Linked DNA regions of Drosophila melanogaster: regions 1 and 3 are each linked to region 2. A link is a contact called in public targeted proximity ligation data. All regions are on one chromosome and are shown on one strand. The core of a region is the stretch at or near the end of the contact, and the rest is flanking DNA. Distances in the headings are between cores, read along the strand shown.

Region 1 (3,511 bases), core at 329-2,828, 830 kb before region 2:
TTGTATTTTTTGAGAGTTTTAAGACTCCTCACAGTATTCAGCTCGCGACGTATGAAATCCGCATGTCGTGCCCTAAAATTTAGCAACAAGTTGTATATTTATATTTATTATATAAATATTCATTTTTAACTATGTATGTATGTTTGTATAGTTTTTATGAAATACATTTTTTAAAATGTATATATATTTTTTAAATTTATTTTTTAAATTACAAAAGTTTTATCCACAATTTTAGATAAAATTCATTTGATTTATTAGTTGAAATAATAAACATAATTTTAATTCTGTTATGTTGCTCACAGTCTCATGTTGAAGTATGTCTCCAGTACCATTTTACAAATATTAATTATAAACAATAAAATATATTTATGTGAACGGTTGATAATAATTTAAATAACATTAAGAATAAAAACAATAATGGTCAAGGCATTAATTTTTAAATCATTTTTAAATATGTAACTTCGCTTCTTAGATCAATATTAATTTCGGTTCGAAAATCGTCTTCTACGCTCTCAATTTCACGCGAGGCGGAGTAAGAGCAATTTTGGCCGTCACAAACCTCTTGATATTCGAATGTCTTTGCTTAGACATCGGTAGTCCCCGTGCCGCATGTAATTGGCAATTCTGTATGATCTTGATCAACACTAATCTACAAATCTCTTTAAATGACACAATGAAAATGCTAAGATATGCAAAACTTACGAAAAGCACATTCCCCGCAGGAATCTTCCTTTACTTTCTCAGTCGATTTATTATGTCTTGGCAATCGAGTAACTACAGTTCAATCCACTATACATTAACTGTTGCACAATTTATCGCTACAAAAACCATTACAAAATCAAATGGTTCGGCTAAACAGACGACGCTCTTACTGGCTCTCTCAAGCATTATTTATCATAAAATTTTGAATTGTGAAAAATTGATGCTTGTTTTGCTTTTATTAGTTTTAAGAAGTTTAACTTGTGTTAACTATGGGAAATCTTTATACAAAGTTATTCGATTTAAGCCCCGCCCACACTCTCATGAATAGAAGTAGTAACATTTTCCTTGTTTCGTAGCGTTTAAAGGGGTTTGTTTCCTATATATTCGATGATAGTAGTATCTTATCGTGCATAGGTAATTAAATACCTTCTTTCAAGGTATTTATTTTGAAAGCAACGAAAACATTATGAAGTACGACTTGTTTTTAACAACTGTAAGCTCTTCTTAATTTTTTTCTTCAATATCGATAATATTTAGCGTGTAAGTCGTAAGCTCTACTAACTATGACTATGCCATAGATGCAAGGCAATCGTTGTGCAATAGTTTTTATTTTAGTAAAACAGTGAAATTAAAAACAGTTCGATGACCCATGTAGTTGACTTAAGTTTCAACATAAAATAGACGCATGCGTTTTTTTGTGTTAGAAAAATTTTAAAATAAATTTAAATAAATAAATAGATTTGTAAACTTTTTTCTATTGTAGCTTATCTGTTCTTGCCCGATAGGGCATCCTTTCTTGCAGTGATATGGCTCTGTGTGAATCGGACATTAAGTCGAACAGTTGATAGTCATTAAATCTATCGGGCCTTGAAAATAAATAAAAACATTGTTGAAGCTCGTTGTCATCAATATCTTAAGGTGGTGCTAGTATTGATATATTTGTTAATGGATTTGTATGACGGCATTGATACGAGGGCTCGATCTAGCCAGATTGATGGATGGTCTTCGGGAATAAAAATGTTACAGACCCAGCTGGCAGTAAAAATGGCTGTCAAAAAACCAGTGAGTATACAATCTGCCGATATAGATCATACAATTATTAATACACCCTATGTAGCTTATGACGCCAGTGGTTAATCTAAGGTCCAAACGCCTTGCAGATCCAGAAGTTACATGTTTTGCTCCAATTACTACAGTTGTATCCAAACCATTAATAAGTGGTAAAGCCCTTCCATCCATACTGGAAAGGATAAACAGGGGGGACTGGGACGTTGCCGATGAATACGATCCTCAAAGGCCAAATGAATATGAAAAACTTAAAGAGAAAAGTAATGGCAGTGACAAAAATCGAGCAGGCGTAAGTGATCGAGAAGACCGAGATGACAAAGAAAAAGATCGTAAACGTGGACGCGTCGGTCGTCGAGAATTTTATAGAGACGAAGTCTCAGCCCCTAACCTGAAGCTCAGCGGGTTTGGCCACCGGCAAAACGATGATGACATGTACTTGCCATCTCCGGGCCTTGTAGCTAAACAGGGAGGTGCCACAATCGCTCCCCCTCCTTCCCTCCAAGAAATGTCCATTGATAGTGGTTGTGAAGCCACTAATACTATGCCATATTCTGCCAGCTCGGTGGCCGCCAAAATTATGGCAAAATATGGGTTTAAGGATGGTCAAGGTCTCGGAAAATCGGAGCAGGGCATGGCCATAGCTCTTCAAGTAGAGAAAACCTCCAAACGTGGTGGACGGATCATACACGAAAAAGACGTTTTTCTGCCACCCCTAGCATTGTCGCCACCTTCTATTGGCTCCCAAATAGGAACAAGTCCCAGCCACAAGGCCATGCCTCCTCCCCAGATGGTAGACACGGCGGCTGAGAGTGGTGACATCGGATACAGCATTACGGAGATTATGAAATCACCAAGCAAGGTTGTTCTTCTACGCAACATGGTAGGACCCGGGGACGTTGACGAAGAATTGGAACCCGAGGTAAAAGACGAATGCAACACCAAGTACGGGGAAGTGAACAGTGTAATCATTCACGAATCGTTCGGAACTGTGCCAGAAGATGCAGTTAAAATATTCGTAGAGTTTAGGCGGATCGAAAGTGCAATTAAAGGTTTTTATACATATGTGAATACTTTGTTTGGTAAATAGTTAGCTTTTATTTTTCTTTGCAGCTGTAGTGGACCTTAATGGACGTTTTTTTGGAGGACGTCAAGTGCGAGCGGGGTTTTACAACTATGATAAGTTTAAATGTTTCCAATTACATTAGAACTAATACAACTAAGATTGCATTTATTTTTTTCTAAGTTATTGATAGCCTAAAAAATGTTTACCGCACAGAACTAGTCTTGTAAATTTCTATTAAAAACTACTTTCTATCAAACAAAAACATTTTGACCATATTTATGTATATTTTTATTGTTGGGGTCGCTTACACAGTTTAGGTAACAAAGTGGAATACCCCTGGCTTTAGACCTTATGCTATGTTGGTTGGACCAAAGACACTAGAATAACAAGATGCGTAACGCCATACGATTTTTTTGAAAACGATTTTTTCGGAGCTGTTTTTTTACAGCAAACAGCTCATACAGTGACAGCCGGCAACTGTATGTGTGCACACGTATGCTCATGCATTGTTAATTTGACAAAAAATGCCCTTCACTTTACAAGTTTCTAGACTTTAAATATTTATTATTTTTTATCAATTGTCTCCATTTACAAAATTCCTGTTTTGCATAGCCTTAACGTTGTTATTATTTAGCTTAGAAATAGTAATAGCCGAATCAATGCACAGTGCCGCTCAAC
Region 2 (3,823 bases), core at 384-2,883:
AAACAAGTATTGCCTTGTCTGTAGTTGATTGTCGCTTCGTTGTCTTCTTCAGAGCAGAGATCGGTTCGTTTTGGCAATCCGCTTTTCTCGGGCAATATATTTAATGATAATAATAATAAATAATAATTTAATGAATATAAAAATGAAACCCGGAATCACAATTCAGTATAGGTTGTCATCCTTAAGTTGATGATGCCAAAACTGACAATTTACCATTGATAAATGGATGGATAAAAAGCATTAGAAATGGCTGTGTATATCCAAATTTAGAGGTGCGAATACTATAGTAATTCTCACAAGCGCACGAATTCAGAGCCTGTTTGAAAGCGTGGAGATGGTTAATATCCGGGACACGTTTTGCTATAGGAGGGCATATTTAAACATGAAGATTGTATCTGTCACAGACAAGATGAGCAATCTAGATTAAAGAAGCCAGAAGAGGATTTCAGCTAGTTGGCGTTACATTTTTGAAACTACCAGCAAAAATCAATCCACAAAAAGCAGAACTAGTTTGAAACCTTCTCTTAGTCTTAGCTGTGAAGCATGACATGGTTTTGTGGTGTGTTGTTTAATGTAAATGCGGGAAACGAAACAACAGTCCCTTTCCCCTGATAACTTTATTGGTTTTAGCGGTACAGCATAACAAATGTAAGTAATAAGAATTTTTGATATACACAAATTTTTTTTAATGTGCACTGTTATTTTGATTTTGATTACATCTTTGTTCGTTAAGTATTTGTGTAATCTCCTCAGCCAATTGGGTAAATAGATAAGAGTACTTGCTGTCCGGATATTTTATTACAACAGGCACTCCACTCTCGTTGCTATCCGCTATTCGTGAGTCTAACGGAAGAGAAATTAGCTTGCGCGGTAGAGAACTTATACGGCTGTCTTTAAAAAACTCCAATCGTTGATTACAGTTCTGACAAATGGTGTACTTCATGTTCTCTACTACGCCAAAGATAGGAACATTTAACTTTTCGTACATGCTTGCACCTTTCAAGGTCACCTGAACAGCTGCAGTATGAGGTGTTGTTACCAGGATAACCCCTGTGATAGGTGCATGCTGGGATAGTGAGAGATGTACATCTCCAGTGCCCGGTGGAGTATCTATAACTAGGACATCTAGAAGCCCCCAATCAGTACCTTTTAGCAGTCGTTGTATTGCTGACATTACAAGAGGACCTCGCCAGATAACAGAGGTCTCTACAGGTGTCAGCATGCCCATAGACAAGCACTTTACATTGTAGTTTTGCGGCGGGATCATCAAATTCTTATCGTTCACAACCGGCTCACCATGGACATTCATGAGAAGTGGAATAGTAGGCCCGAAGATATCCCCGTCCAGCAATCCTACTCGCTTTCCTAGTTTTGCCAAGCTGCAGGCAAAATTAACTGTGAAAAGGACTCCAATAACCCATGAATCGAAATATGTGAGTACACACCTGCCACGGTGCTTTTTCCAACACCACCCTTTCCAGAGGCAACGACTATAATATCTTGTACTCCAATAATCGGTTGCTTTTTAGGCAATCCCCGCGCCATTAACTTCACCTGGGACCCAGTTAATTTTGTTGCGTAGGAGCGCCATATCGTGTTGATCAATAGACGCTCCATTGTTACAAAACGATAAATTTATTTTCCATCCTAAAAATAAAACTCATAGTGAAAACAGCGACGACAGCTTTATAGCCGATTCTCACACATTTCCATCATTCCTATTTTGCGAAGTCATTTTTCGATAATTCTCGATAGCTCAATTAATATTCCTAGGTATTTAGCATTTTTCTTTGGCGACTGAAGCGACCGATTGAGCAGATTAAAAAACTGGGAAAGCGAGTATTTTTACTGGACGGTATATATTTATTAATACTATTATAACCCATCTAATGAATGTCTATAGCGAGCAGTTTGTTTACGATAGGAATACCACGTTAGACCACGTTTACCACGTAATTCAAATAAACCAGTCAAAACTCAACAGTGGAACAACAGTAGTAACAGCAGTACAAGAATACTCGTAAAACGGTTTACTCTGTGAAAAGTCTCTGCCTGCCGCTGACATTTAAACTGTCACATTTTTCGGCGAACCTCGCCAAGCTTGGATGAAGAACATGTTGAGGCAAGTGGTGGAGAAGTGGTGTGGCAATTTATAAACACGCTAAAGTTAATTTTTCAAGTAATATTTCAGTTTTTTTTAGGGTCTATTTAGGGTATATCGAACGGCGGCCCGTACCGAACCGATTGAGTTAAAGTGTATCATAGCAATACCGGTGCGATCAACACTTAATTGTTAACTGAATGCAGAAGCCAAATGAGCAAGTTTCACAGAATAAAAATTAAAACCAGGTTAGCGCCCCCTGAGCAAAAATATTTGACGTGAGATATTTGGAAAACGGCTTGAGCGAGAGCTTTGGAAATTTTTTTCCCTTAAAAGTTTAACAATTCTATAAATAAAAAGTTTATATAGAATGCAGTTTGTTGTTTATAGATTTTTATTTCAATAAAAAAGAAAAACAATCCATAAATGGGTAAGTCAAAATTGCGTCATCAGTGTATAAGAGTTTGGCTGCATAACCAAACATCCTCCCCCCGTTGGTGGACTCTAGCTGACAACATCATCCTGTTTGGGTAGAACGCAAAGTTTAGCGACGGCTCTATTGAACAGCAACTCGTGCGACGCCATTGAGTCCAGGGATCAGATTTATTACTCGAGCTAGTGGCCATTTGAGGGGTGGCAGGTTTTCGTCTTTTACTAAAAGGACATTATCGATTTGAACGTCTGTCTTCTGTGCTCGCCATTTGGAACGTTGCTGAAGAAGCGTTAGATATTAACTGGTAGTAAGTGATTCGCTGCCAGCGATCCAATCGGTTGAGATTTAATTTTGTGAAATCAGGCTCAGCAAACAAGGCGAGGGGGGCAGTGCCTAAGAAGTGCACTGGCGTTAGTACTTCAAGGTCGTCAGGATGTTTTAAAAGAGGAACTAAGGGTCTTGAATAAATTGTTGCCATTGCGGCAACTATGGGTTAAAAGCCGCAAATTTTGGTATAAATGTAATTTTTTTTGTGACTGATATTTTAATGCTGCTTTCATTTTTGGATTCCTAATTTGCCCTTTTTTACGAAACATTTTATGTTGTAGGTGTGTATGAGTTTAGTCATGAAGTGCAGCTGAGTGTTTGGAGCAACAACGATGCAGACGCTGTTAACAGTTATATTTAGAAGAGAACTTTGTGCCTAAAGAGCAAAATATTACAATTTTAAGGAAAGTGAACCAATTTAGTTCTTATGTGAACAAGCACTTAAGGAAATTCAAACGAAATCATTAATTGTGGCTTCCGTCTAAAATTGTTGTCGTTATTCATAGCCAGAAATTACACTATGCAAAGCTGGTCGAAAACAGTTAACATTTGAATATGCAGAGCCTCAACCTAAAAAAATTAGCAAATTAGTACTTCTCGTACATGCTGCTTCAATTCCGAAAAAAAAAACGAAGCAGGCAGAAACGGCCTTTGTATTAAAAAAAAAGGATAGGTAGTGAAACATACATGTAGTAATTTTACTTTATAGTGTTACTTTATTGTTTAATGACAATTGTTTATAGTACACTTTATATTGTTTAATGACAATAGTTCTTGCTTATTATTATTTTATTTATAATAATAGTTGTATAAGTATATAGCGCGATTGAAAAACTTGCTCGTTCACCATTCTACTCGAAGTCCCTCCTTTTTGGTTTTTTCGTTAATAAGCGTTGCCACTGCGCGTTACTCTCTTGCTCTGTCTTTCATCGTTCATTTTAGTTCCCTGATCTTGTTCATTT
Region 3 (3,491 bases), core at 16-2,515, 580 kb after region 2:
GAGAAGGTCTGGGCCACCATTGGAATGGGAGCATTCTCCCTCGATCAGCACCTTTTTGGCCAGCATCTCCTGGACGTGCTGCTCAAGAAAGTGTTTTGTTTCGCCATAAAGACGATCAGCCATCGGTTCCGGCTGCGCCACGCACAGTGTGTAAACGTCGCTATATGTTAAAGGAATGTGATTGGAAAGACAGATGTATTAGTGCTCGTTATTTTAGAAATTTTATTTTGGCAACTCACGCTTCACACATATATACGAACAGTTGCGGTCAGAATAAAAGCAGCCTGCGTTACACTGTTTTGATTATTAATTTTAAAAAGATACGTCATCGATCTATTTAATATTTACTTGAACTTAGTTTAACCTTTAAGCGGTCAAAATATTTAAATTCAAGCTAGAAAACAGGCATTTATTATTAAAACTATGATTGCATTTATCAAGATTCTACGACATTTACCAAATCATTTTCGCCTCGCTAGCAGCTATATTTGTGAATTTTGCTGTTGAATAAAATATATAGTTGAACCGCTAGGTACTAGTACATTCATAGTTTACCAACTCAAATGCAAAATAATGTGATTGAAACCATTACTTATGTTGGATTAATTTAAAAGTTAGTTAGTGTTATTTGTGTTTCTTCTGAGTTGGGTAACTTTGTAGTCTCTAGTGACCTATCACAATATCTCTCTCCAGGCTGTTTAATACTCCGACCGTTGCCAAGACGTACCTGAAGCTAGTATTCCACACCGAGCGCTCCACTTTGGTGAGCGTTATCACCGACTCGGCGATGCAGCGCAGGCGCGGCCAAACATCGACAAACTCCACTATTTTGGGCTTGAGCGACATGTCAAATGGGTCTTAGTCCTAATCCGTGGTCCGTCTGGATATGGATTTGGAAGGGTTTTCTGATGGGACAGGGTGCACGCTAATTAGAACGCCGACTGATTCTGCCTTCGCAAATATAACAATGGGCGACCGAGCGACCCTCATGCGTTGGCAGAGACCACTTCTGCTTTGCTTTTTGGCATAATCGCTTACTTTTTGCGTGGGGGCCACCAGGCAAATGGCCTTGTCCTCGAGCAATTGCACAGCAGGCCAATTACCGCTTGATGGATCGTGGAGGGGCGCGCTTGCGACCTACTCACCTGCTGCTTAGCTACGCTATTTACTAAATAATTACGCCGAGAATTTAGTTATTTTTGCACTTTTTTTTTGGTATCGTGAAATGGTTTGTCAGACGAAGACGATATCGATATAATCTATCGATATTTGAACTCGACAAAAAATTCGATGTAAAAAGAATGTCGTGTCTCCACTACCGAAACGTTTGCTTTTGTTTTGATCTTAATTTATTGTCAACGCCGATCCACTGAACAAATTTTTTACCTTCCTGCCTAAAAACTGGCCAAAGCCATTTTCTTAAAAAACTGTAAGTGCACAAACCTAAATTGATTTCATATGTGAACTGTAATAATGTTAGGATTTTTTATGATTTTCGTTTTTTTCGATTGCTTATACGTATTGCTATTGCTCTCGAGTGCCAACCTTTTTGTTCAAAAGAATATACATTTTCAAAAGATTTCAAAAGTGAGTTAAGGGTTATGCCTTAAAGGTAAGTGTATGATCTAGAAGAATGATCCATTTTGTACAGACCGAGTTTTAAAGGTCTAAACTGTTAAGTGCCTAGATGTGGCTTTCGAAAAGGCAAACAGAGATACATACAAAAAAATACAAATACAAAGAGATAGATACAAAATAAATACATGTTTAATTACTAAGAAAATATATAAAGGCTAAGATAAACAAACGAAAAAACCATTAAGCTTAAAGAAACAAAAATTTACAAAATGTATAGCTCAAAAAATCAGAAAGTCTCATATTTGTCAATGGCTAAGATCGTTGAGCGCCAAATTTTTTTAGTTGTCTGTTGGTTGTCAGTCGATTGGAACTTTTTTATCCACCAAACCGGAAATTTACTCCAAAGAATAAATTGGAGCCACATCCACCGTAGCCGCCGGTGATCAATACTTGCAACCTTCCATATGCGCCAAAAATTGGCACATCGCCTACCACTATTTCCAGCCTTTGTAGCTTCCAAAGGCCATCCACACATTTCACTTTGACCTATCCAATGTAGCAGTCGTCGATCCAAGTGTGATACCATATACTGATGGAGAAATGGATTGAGATGTAAATGATGTAAAAAATAATTAATATATATACCGAGAATTATTTAAAGAATTCGGACTCCGATTTACCAAAAGGTGTGATGTTCTAAGCATTTCAAAACATTTAAATTTTTTGTCTTTGTGTTCGCTTTAACATTGCTTACATTTTCAGTGTTGTGAGACGTCGGTGGTTATCGACTTTAGTGTTTAGAGCTGTGGCATGGGGGGTACTCCAGCCTGAGGAAAGCCTGAGCCATCAGCACGGCAGACGTTTTGTATTTATTTCTTAATCGTTATTTGGAGGTGAATTCCAAAAAATTAAATAAACTTCAAATTGCACGGTATCTTAAAAATGTTGTAATTTCATTATTTGTGTAAAAAGTTTGATTACAATTTAATCCACAGTTTTCGTGGAGATATAATTTTTCTGTGACTACACGCTTTTTACATGCATTGTTTTCGAAACTGGGATAGACAACAGCCAACATATGTAGATACATGTAAATTAAAATTTAAAATTTATTTATCTTATCTTATCCTTAATTTGAAAATGTTCACAATCTCGTCCGGACTTAGACTGATTTTCTAAATCTAAATCCTAATCCACTCAACCTAGAAATTTTTTAGAATTTTCTGGAACTTCAAATATGTTTAGGATAAAAGCTTTATACTGAAATTATTTCACAGCATTGTGAAATTGAAATTTTCTGACTGGTGTTTACTTTAAGTTTGGTTATTTATCTGCTGCTGAGATTGGAGTTTTGAATTTGTATATCAACATGTACGTGGACAACTTGTATATGTCGCAGATCATTTAAATGTAACGACATTTCTAGTAATTGCCTTTTCTATTCTTTTGATGCGCGGCAGAGAACCGTTAGAGTTTCTGGTCGCGGGTAGGAGCGGGTGCAAGTAGATTTCTGCAGGAATAACGGAAGCGTACAGAAAAATGCGGTGTGCACTAGTGCGGACTGGAGTGGGTCTCCAAAATGTGTTGGCAATGCGTGTAGAGTTAAGAATTACGCGTAATTCGGATTTTGTGAAGAGAGATTGGGTCAGTTAGTGATCGATCGTTGAGCAGAACAGACATGTCTCGCTCACGCGCCAGAAAACGTTATGCAACAACGAGAATAGTGAAGAGGAAAAAGAGTGTCCTGATGACTCTTCGACATATACAAGATTCCGACGATAACTACAAATATTAATTACTTCGCTCACAGAACCTGTTCCAAGTTGTACGGTACCTTAAAAGATTTTTACTTTTATTATTTATTTATGTAAAAAGTTGGATTACAATTTGTTTTTCACAATTTTTGAGAAGAC

Evidence for each region.
Region 1: a targeted proximity ligation map of the Kc167 cell line shows a contact between it and region 2, with 2.1 times the contacts expected there. A contact is called at or near these places in 2 of 107 Hi-C or Micro-C datasets (the S2 cell line and embryo) and 1 of 7 datasets of targeted methods (the Kc167 cell line).
Region 3: a targeted proximity ligation map of the Kc167 cell line shows a contact between it and region 2, with 4 times the contacts expected there. A contact is called at or near these places in 15 of 107 Hi-C or Micro-C datasets (the Kc167 cell line, the S2 cell line, cellular blastoderm embryo and 6 more) and 2 of 7 datasets of targeted methods (both in the Kc167 cell line).

The regions. Positions count from the first base shown.
Region 1 is chr2L:23,066,453-23,069,963 of dm6, reverse strand. Spf45 (Spf45,) reads left to right here and starts at 1,578. Exons shown (of 3, transcript NM_001042961.3): 1 at 1,578-1,764; 2 at 1,820-2,819; 3 at 2,881-3,090. The coding sequence starts at 1,648. The coding sequence ends at 2,975. lncRNA:CR43242 (long non-coding RNA:CR43242) reads right to left here and starts at 959. Exons shown (of 2, transcript NR_048041.1): 1 at 703-959; 2 at 1-72.
Region 2 is chr2L:22,237,726-22,241,548 of dm6, reverse strand. It overlaps Nubpl (NUBP iron-sulfur cluster assembly factor, mitochondrial), which reads right to left and starts at 1,633. Exons shown (of 2, transcript NM_001273759.1): 1 at 1,446-1,633; 2 at 1-1,395. The coding sequence starts at 1,617. The coding sequence ends at 686. It overlaps lncRNA:CR43765 (long non-coding RNA:CR43765), which reads left to right and starts at 1,836. Exons shown (of 3, transcript NR_073822.1): 1 at 1,836-1,855; 2 at 1,925-2,122; 3 at 2,192-2,366.
Region 3 is chr2L:21,656,509-21,659,999 of dm6, reverse strand. It overlaps Cul2 (Cullin 2), which reads right to left and starts at 1,265. Exons shown (of 9, transcript NM_165390.2): 1 at 1,039-1,265; 2 at 728-905; 3 at 1-160. The coding sequence starts at 846. lncRNA:CR43144 (long non-coding RNA:CR43144) reads right to left here and starts at 2,375. Exons shown (of 2, transcript NR_124416.1): 1 at 2,333-2,375; 2 at 1,751-2,167.